Linked DNA regions of Mus musculus: region 1 is linked to region 2. A link is a contact called in public promoter capture Hi-C data. All regions are on one chromosome and are shown on one strand. Each heading gives the region's core, a stretch centred on a gene start, on an enhancer-like site or on the middle of the called end of the contact. The rest is flanking DNA. Distances are from core to core; before and after follow the strand shown.

Region 1 (3,982 bases), core at 346-2,845, 61 kb after region 2:
GCTGAGAGCTTTTCCTGTTCTCTCAGCAGGGCACTGCAAGGGAAGATTGGCATTGAGTATTACTGCTGTGATTCAAAAGCAATGATTAGAGATGATTATGTGTTGTGTAAGTAGCCCAACAACTACTAACCTATTTTGGTAAACATCAAGGCTTCTATGAGTGTTTTTAAAAGGAAATAATCACATACTTGCAGATTTTAAAATATAATTTTTATTTGAGATATTACATCATTTATCCCTTATCTTTCTTTTATCCATCCAAAAACTCCTATACACCATCCCTGCTCTCTTTCAGATTTGTAGCCATTTCTTTCCTTTCACCACTATCATGTGTATATGTACATACATATATATTCCTAACTATGTAAAAGACAAACTGCTGAGTCTATATGTTACTCATATGTATGTTTCCAGGGCTGACCATCTGTTTCTGAATGACCAGATGGTCGGCTCTTCCCCAGAGCAGAGTCTCCCATTTCAGAGCTCATTAGTTGTCTGGAGTTCTCTGTGTGGGGTTGGAGATTCCCTTCTATTCTGGCATGTCTATTGTTGTTATCCTTGTTCAGTTCTTGTTTTTTAAGGGCCACCAATCTAAGTATGCTGAACTTTTCTGTGTTGGTTAAGTGCCTCCAAGAATATATGGAGAATGCTTTTGTTAAAAAGCACAATTGATCCCCTAGCAGATAAAGGCTCTTTTGTTCAGTCAATGAGATATGAACTGTTCTTTGAAACCGTAGTTACCATCTTAAGAATAACTTACTTGATCTTCACATGGTCATATGCTTTGATGGCTAGAACACATAAGTCTTGGAGGCTTGGAAATTTACCTTCTAACCTTCATAATGATCTTCCAAGTAGAAGTCCAGTGTTCTTAAAATGTTCTTAACATTTTGAATATTTAATACCAAACAAATGAGCTAGCGTAGAAATTAAAAACCAAGGGTAAAGGCTTAAGAAAGAAAGCTTGCATTTCATTTTAATCAGCTCAGTTCCTGAGATGTCTTTTCTTCAGTATAGCCAACAATCCAGTCACTAATAAATCAAAATTAAACCAGGTCTTCAAATCATTGTCAAAATATCCAACTAAAACACACACAAACACAAACACACACACACACACGCACACGCACACGCACACGCACACGCACACACAACCACTCAGGTCTCCAAAAAAGTACATGAATTTTTGCAGTAAAAAATGTGTTTATTCCTAATTTTCAAGCCTTCTTGCTTTTAAAAAAAAGTGTGTGTGTTACAACAGTTGTTTGTGATTAACATTTAGCATATAATCATGTGATTAATTTTGAGGATGCATGCCAAAAGCTAGGTTGCCAAGCAAAACAGTTGCTTTTGCCCTGAGAGCAGTTGCGATTCCTGGTTTGCCTTTGGTTAATTTTGAAAGTTAAATTCCAACTGCCAACCGGCTCTTGCATTCACATAATCAAACACAAATACAAGTGTCAGCTGACACCCACCACCTTCCCACCCTCCCAGCCCCCAACCTACTCCACCCCTGCCCAAGAAGCTGCCTGGCCAGGCTCTGGCTCCTCCCAGATCCCACTGTGGGAAGTGTGAGTCACAGAGTGTTCAAGTCTGTGCATTATGTTCTGAGTCACCCGACAGGCGCCTTGCCCCGATCAGGAGGATCAGGACAGACTTTAAGTATCCACAAAGCAAGAATAGCAGCAGGATCAGCCACAGCAGCAGGTATCTTCAAGGTGAAGCTGTGGGAGAGGCTCTCAAACCTCTCAGACCCCGGGGGCCTAGGATAGATACTGGCACTGAAGAACCTGGACAGAAGCCAAGAAGGAGAAAGGCCAGGATCTCACCAAAGTTAAAGAGCCCAGGAGTTAGCAGAGGACTCCAGTGACAGAGAGGTAAGAAGTGCGGTTGGGCTGTTAGGGGTCAGGTGTGTCTCAGCAAAGCTGACAGAAGGCATGGGCACCCTGAGTTGCAAACCTGCTGTCGGCTTCTAGTGATTGGCTGGGCGCCTGACACTTGCTATTTCAAGCCCTGGGCTTTCATTTCCTTTAGGGAGCGCTGGAGCTTTTTCTAACTGCGACTGGGAGAAGCCAAGGGTACAAAAATAAGGCTAGGGAGCAACCTGCAACATGTCCGGAATTTACCTGGAGCCTCACACTTGTTTGCAGTGCTGGCTCCTTCGGGGCAGAAATACAAGTCCTCTCCACTGTGCAGCTTAAAGCCTTCTTTATTTCCTGTCTCTGACCTCTCTCTCCCACCCACCTATCCACTCCACTAGCCACTCCCCTCCTTTTTAAAGTTCTTTTATCTTTTGTTTATTAATTACTTCTTGTCAACTTGAAACAGTTCTTTTTTACCTACAATCCTTTAACTTGTGTAATGGTTGCTCTTCAGCTAAATTCCCCACTTTCCAGTTTTCAGGCACCCGCCCTACAGCTCTGCACCTTAGGTCCAGACTTCTTCCCAAGGGCTCTCTTTCTCATATCATGGGCTCCTAATCTAGGCTGTGTATCTGTGGAACACACAGTTATATCCTCCGGCTTCTCCCAATAACTCCTTGATCCCGAGGTCATGATTTTGGTTTTATTTGTGTTTTCTCTCTCTTCCTTTTACATGGACAGCACCTAGAGTAAGGTGGGCTTCTCTTACAGTACCTCCACCATTCATAGGATCTAAACCATTTCATCTGTTAGCTTAGGTTGTCTTGGATTCCAGATCCCCAGGGCCCCTAACTCTTGCTTTGGAATGTCTGCTCATCTCTAGCCCTACCTTTATTTCCAAACTACACTGGCTGTCACCTTACAGCCTCAGATGACCTGGTGTGTCTCACACATCTCAAATGGAATGCATCACCTTCCCCATTCCAAGCCAATTCTTCATAGGAACTTGCTAAGATTCTTGACCCAATCTAAGTAAACATTTAGCATGGAACTTTATTTTTGATTCTGGACTCCTCCCTTCTTTGTAATGTGCAGCCATCACTCTGTCTGACAATTCCTACTTCTCCAGGGTTTCATCTGTATCAACACTCACTGGTCCATCATGGTGGCCTACCAAAAGACTCTCCAGCCCCTTTCCACACACAATAGTGAGCTGTGTCATTTTCTTCAAGCCCAAGAGCTACATGTAACATGCTTGGTAGAAAAACTCTATATGGCTTCCAGCTCCCAGTCTATGCTTATACTCACAAATTCAGCAAAAGAGACTCATCTCCCCCTTGTGTCTCACAGGATCCCACATAGATCACACCCCTAAATACCATACAGATGTGATCTGCTGCATTCTTTTTTGTACCTGCCAATTTCTCAGCCTGAAGTTTTGCTTTTTTACCACCTTCAGAATTCCCACTCAGGTTGTCAGAGTCAGCTTCTTTGGGAAGACAGCATGTTTCAGTGTACTTTTTCAAGAATGTTAACAAAGCAAAAAATGATTCAAGGAAGGTTGGTTGAGTTCAGAAAAACATGTAAATAAACACCAGCAAGCACAAAATAAGTATTAATAGAGCAGTCCTGAAAGGAACCTCAAAGTTGGCAACAGGTACCCCAAGACAAAATTTTCAGCACAAAGGATATTTACTTGCCTCAGAGGGACAAAGGACAAGGAATAAGGGATAAAGGCAGGAGACAGAAGATAGAGGACAAGGGGGAAGAGGAAGGGAACAAGGGAGAGGGGAAAGAATATTTTCCCTAAATAGACAAAGTATAACCTCTGTATAGAGAAGAGACAGATGTAGTCCATAGACAAATAGTGATCTATAAAGGTACAAAGGAAAACCTCATTTTTAGATGGATCACGTGTGAGCCAAAAGGAGGCTTTTGATTGCTGGACTTCAATACATTGATATATAGACCTTGGTGGGCAGCCTCGGGAGAAACAAGTGACCAAATAAGGGACTAGACTTTGGTGGCTAGCTAAATGAATATAATCTAAAGGTTTTTAGCAAAGCAGAGAGAATGGGGGGAGGTCAAGGTCTGCCAGAACCATGTTAGCCATGCTCCAG
Region 2 (3,581 bases), core at 968-3,467:
CGCCTCCGCTGTGCCTAACTAGTAAGCAAGCCTTGTACGCAGGTGCGAGAGTGAATTCTCTCCTAGTCACTCCCATTCTTGGGGTGTAATAGTGGGGTGATGGGCAAGCAACGAATCAGGAGCTGTCACGCCATATCAGGTGCTGAAACGTCATGCTGCTGGTTATAAAAGCAGCGCCATTTTCCCGGTTCGGAATCTTCCTGAGAAGCAAGCAAGAAAGCTCTTGCCGCGGAAGATTCTGGTTTGTTGCGTCTTTCTTGCCGGTCGAGCGGGACGCAATAATTTGAATTGGTTAATTCTCCCTATTTCCTTCTGGGTTTCTACTGAAATGATTTTTTTTTTTTTGGTACATACATATTTTCTGTTTCTAAAAGTTTTGGAATACCTAATAATTTGTCTAAACATAACTATTGTGTGACTCAAAGGTGTGGCTCTACTTACACTCCTACTTCTTTTTGTTCCTATTCTTCTTCCTTACTAGTGACATGTGTGCATAATGTGATATGTACATACACAATAAACAGCAGTAACAAAAACAAAATTATCACAATAAAGTCAATGTACTATATTACTTCACATTCTCTACCTTTCTCCTTCCCTCTCCCTCTCTCTTTCCTACTCTCTCTCTCTCTCCTTCTCTCTCTTTCACTCTCTCTCTCCGTCTCCCTGTCCCTGTCCCTCTCCATCCCCCTCTCTCTTTCTCCTTCTACTCTTGTTCCTTTGTCTTTTATGTATTTGTGGTATTAGCTATTGAACCTGTTACCTCACATATGCTAAGGAAGCATTCTACCACTGAGCTTCAAACCCAGTCTATGTATTTTTGAAACAGAGACTAATTAAGTTGCCCAGGCTGGCCTTGCACATATAATCCTTCCGCTTTGGCCACCTGAATAGTTAGCATTAGGGGTCTATACTACCAGGTTCCATTACTTGCTCTTTTTTTGCCCTAATAAGAAACAAATTAACACACAAGCACGATTCAATTGATATAGACAGTACATTTTTAAATAAGAATTTTAATTAAGTAGGAAAGAAGAGGTTTATGGAGAAGAATAAGAACACCTTTGTCTCATGACTTTGGAAAAGATGAGCAAATTGGTTCCTTCAGCAGAATCTAGATATAAATGTATTCAGATATCTAGATATCACTGGATAACTAGTATCAAGATAGCAAAATAAGCAGCATAAACTACCAGAACAAGCCTCTCCCTAAACAGGGATGCATCCCTAGTTAGCCTGCTGAGCTGTTGTCAGTCAATGTCAGTGGTCTGTCTATCTGGAGCCTCTGTCTGATGCATTCAGCTAAAAATACAGCTGGAAATGAATAATCATATCTGCTCTTTACAGGCTCAGTAGGCACATCAAATTTCCTACCACAAGCTTCATTCACTTGTGCAATCCAGAGTTCCACTTCACCATGGCCTCCATAGCGGTCGTCAGTTTACCAGAAAAACTGTATATATATGAAAAGTGGAACCATCAGTGCATGGAAAGGGCTCTCGGTCCTCTGGGCTTTTATGGCATTCCTATAACTCTCTTCATTCTCATCACCATTGCTCTACATGCCTGACAGTGACACTGGTGTTCTCTTGCTTTTTCCTATGTGATAAAGAAGAATGGCCACTGAAGGCCAGTGGGGAAAACCAAGAAAAGCAGAAAATGGTGAGCAATGTCCCACATAACAAAGGTATCCAAAACAGTAACGGAAGTCTTGTTCCTGTTGATAGAGGAACTGACCCGGATCCAAGTCACACCCTAGGTTCTATTCTAGTGTTGCAAGAGAGAGCAGAACTAAGCCTATGTGTTTCTCACAGAACACTTTAAAGGATACCTTAACAGATCAGCAACAAATCATGCATTGATAATGTTTTCCATTTTATGTCCCGTTATTATTCCATTTGAAACTGTTCTTTTTTTTTTTTTCTTAGAAACATACCAGTGGAAACCATAATAATTGCTGTTACTTGGCAACCTACAGAAGGGATTTAACTTGGAATGTATGAGTTACAATTTGTCAGAATTCAGGTCTCTGCATGCAGTCCTGCATGGAAAATGCTAGTAATTAATAATTCAGGCAAGAACTCTGCTGTCTACCTCTCTGAGTTATTTGAAGTTTTGGCCAAGATAAGCCTGGAAAAGGAAGAGTGTTCTGGCTTGTGAAAGTGAATCAAGGGTGGGGCTCAGAAGAAGGAGGGGCTACATTTTTTTCTTTTAAGTTTCTTCAGTTAAAAGTTACCTAACTTTTCAGCCACAGTCTTTTCCTAAAAGCACAATTTGTCAAGTTTGCTCCAGGAGAGGAAAATAAGGTACTGTAAATATTTCTTCAATTAAAAAAAATGTTTATATTTTTGTTATTTTAGTACCTAACAAATTACCAAGACCTCTACTTGAAACTTGTGATAACAGGTGAGGTTCTGCTCTTTTATCATTTTTCTGAACAAGTCAGATATTTCAGATTGAGGTGGTGTAAAGTTTGATTGACTGAGAGGAAGATATCATTAATATCAAGTTTGATTGACTGAGAGGAGATATCATTAATATCAAGGAAGCTTTGACTGCTCTCCTTTGAAATCCACACGTGAAAAACACGTGTGGATTTCGCTCCCTCAGTCATGTCTGGATTTGCCAGTTTCTGAGTTGTATCTGCCAATTTAACAAAGGGAAATAAAGCATTCTTAAAATAATTGAATCCCACTCCTTCTAACCGTTCATACAGGGCAGCTTGACAGTGTGACTTTTATAGGTGGAACTAATCATTTGGTTATGCCCTCTCTATAACCCGTTCTCCTGCCTGTCAGCATGCCATGTGCCTTTAGCTCCTTTCTCTGCTGTGGGACACAGAGTCTCTGAGCACACCTTACTCTTCAGAACCCCTCCGACATAACAACTGCCTCAGAAAAGGATTCTGGCAAGAAAAGAAATGCTGGGAGACAATGACATTCTCATATTCTATTTCCAGCAGTTTCATAATGTAAGATTCAGAACTGTCATCAGAGAGGACTAGCAAGGGATCTTAGGTACTTTTCATAGGACAAAGAACAATGGTGTTCCCCTCTTGTCACATCCACTACTTCTTCCTCATCCATCTTTTATACTTCTTTTGTTGGTCCTATATTATTCAATCTTGCTCTTACCATCAAAATTCTACAGACCATTAGCTACACTGACCATGAAATTTGTATTCATAATAAAGAGAACAGGGTTAAACTTCTCACTGTTCATTAGCTGTGCATCCTTAGACAGCCCATCTAATTTCTCTGGTCCTGAGCTTTTAGGAGATTAAATTGGTGTATTGGACTATGGTGATTCTAAGGTTCTGTCCAAGCTGTTATGCTAGAGGTGTGCTTATTTATAATGGTGGATTTTAAGATTTTTTTTTACTTTCTTCACACTCTTTTCAGTGTGTGTAGCTAATATTATGTATACTGTATTCTATATATTCAGTTTACACTTCTAAAATTTTCAAAATAGCAATTCATTTTGTAAATGATGCAGTAGGGGGATGGGCAGATAGTTAAATCAATAAAGTGCTTGCATCATAAGCATAAAGACCTGAGGTTGGTCTCCAGAACTCATGTAAA

Evidence for each region. Promoter capture Hi-C pulls out the DNA fragments that hold promoters and counts their contacts.
Region 1: a promoter capture Hi-C map of macrophages shows a contact between it and region 2, with 5 read pairs. The contact joins the promoter of Serpinb8 here to the promoter of Serpinb10 in region 2. A contact is called at or near these places in 18 of 39 promoter capture datasets (the 3T3-L1 cell line, 3T3-L1-derived adipocytes, the HPC-7 cell line and 14 more), 3 of 484 Hi-C or Micro-C datasets (monocyte-dendritic cell progenitors, peritoneal macrophages and pre-pro-B cells), 1 of 115 datasets of contacts at active chromatin or transcription factors (CD8 T cells) and 4 of 9 other capture datasets (adipose tissue, bone marrow-derived macrophages, liver and 1 more).

The regions. Positions count from the first base shown.
Region 1 is chr1:107,588,411-107,592,392 of GRCm38.p6, forward strand. Serpinb8 (serine (or cysteine) peptidase inhibitor, clade B, member 8) reads left to right here and starts at 1,596. Exons shown (of 7, transcript NM_011459.4): 1 at 1,596-1,877.
Region 2 is chr1:107,526,786-107,530,366 of GRCm38.p6, forward strand. Serpinb10 (serine (or cysteine) peptidase inhibitor, clade B (ovalbumin), member 10) reads left to right here and starts at 2,218. Exons shown (of 8, transcript NM_198028.3): 1 at 2,218-2,306.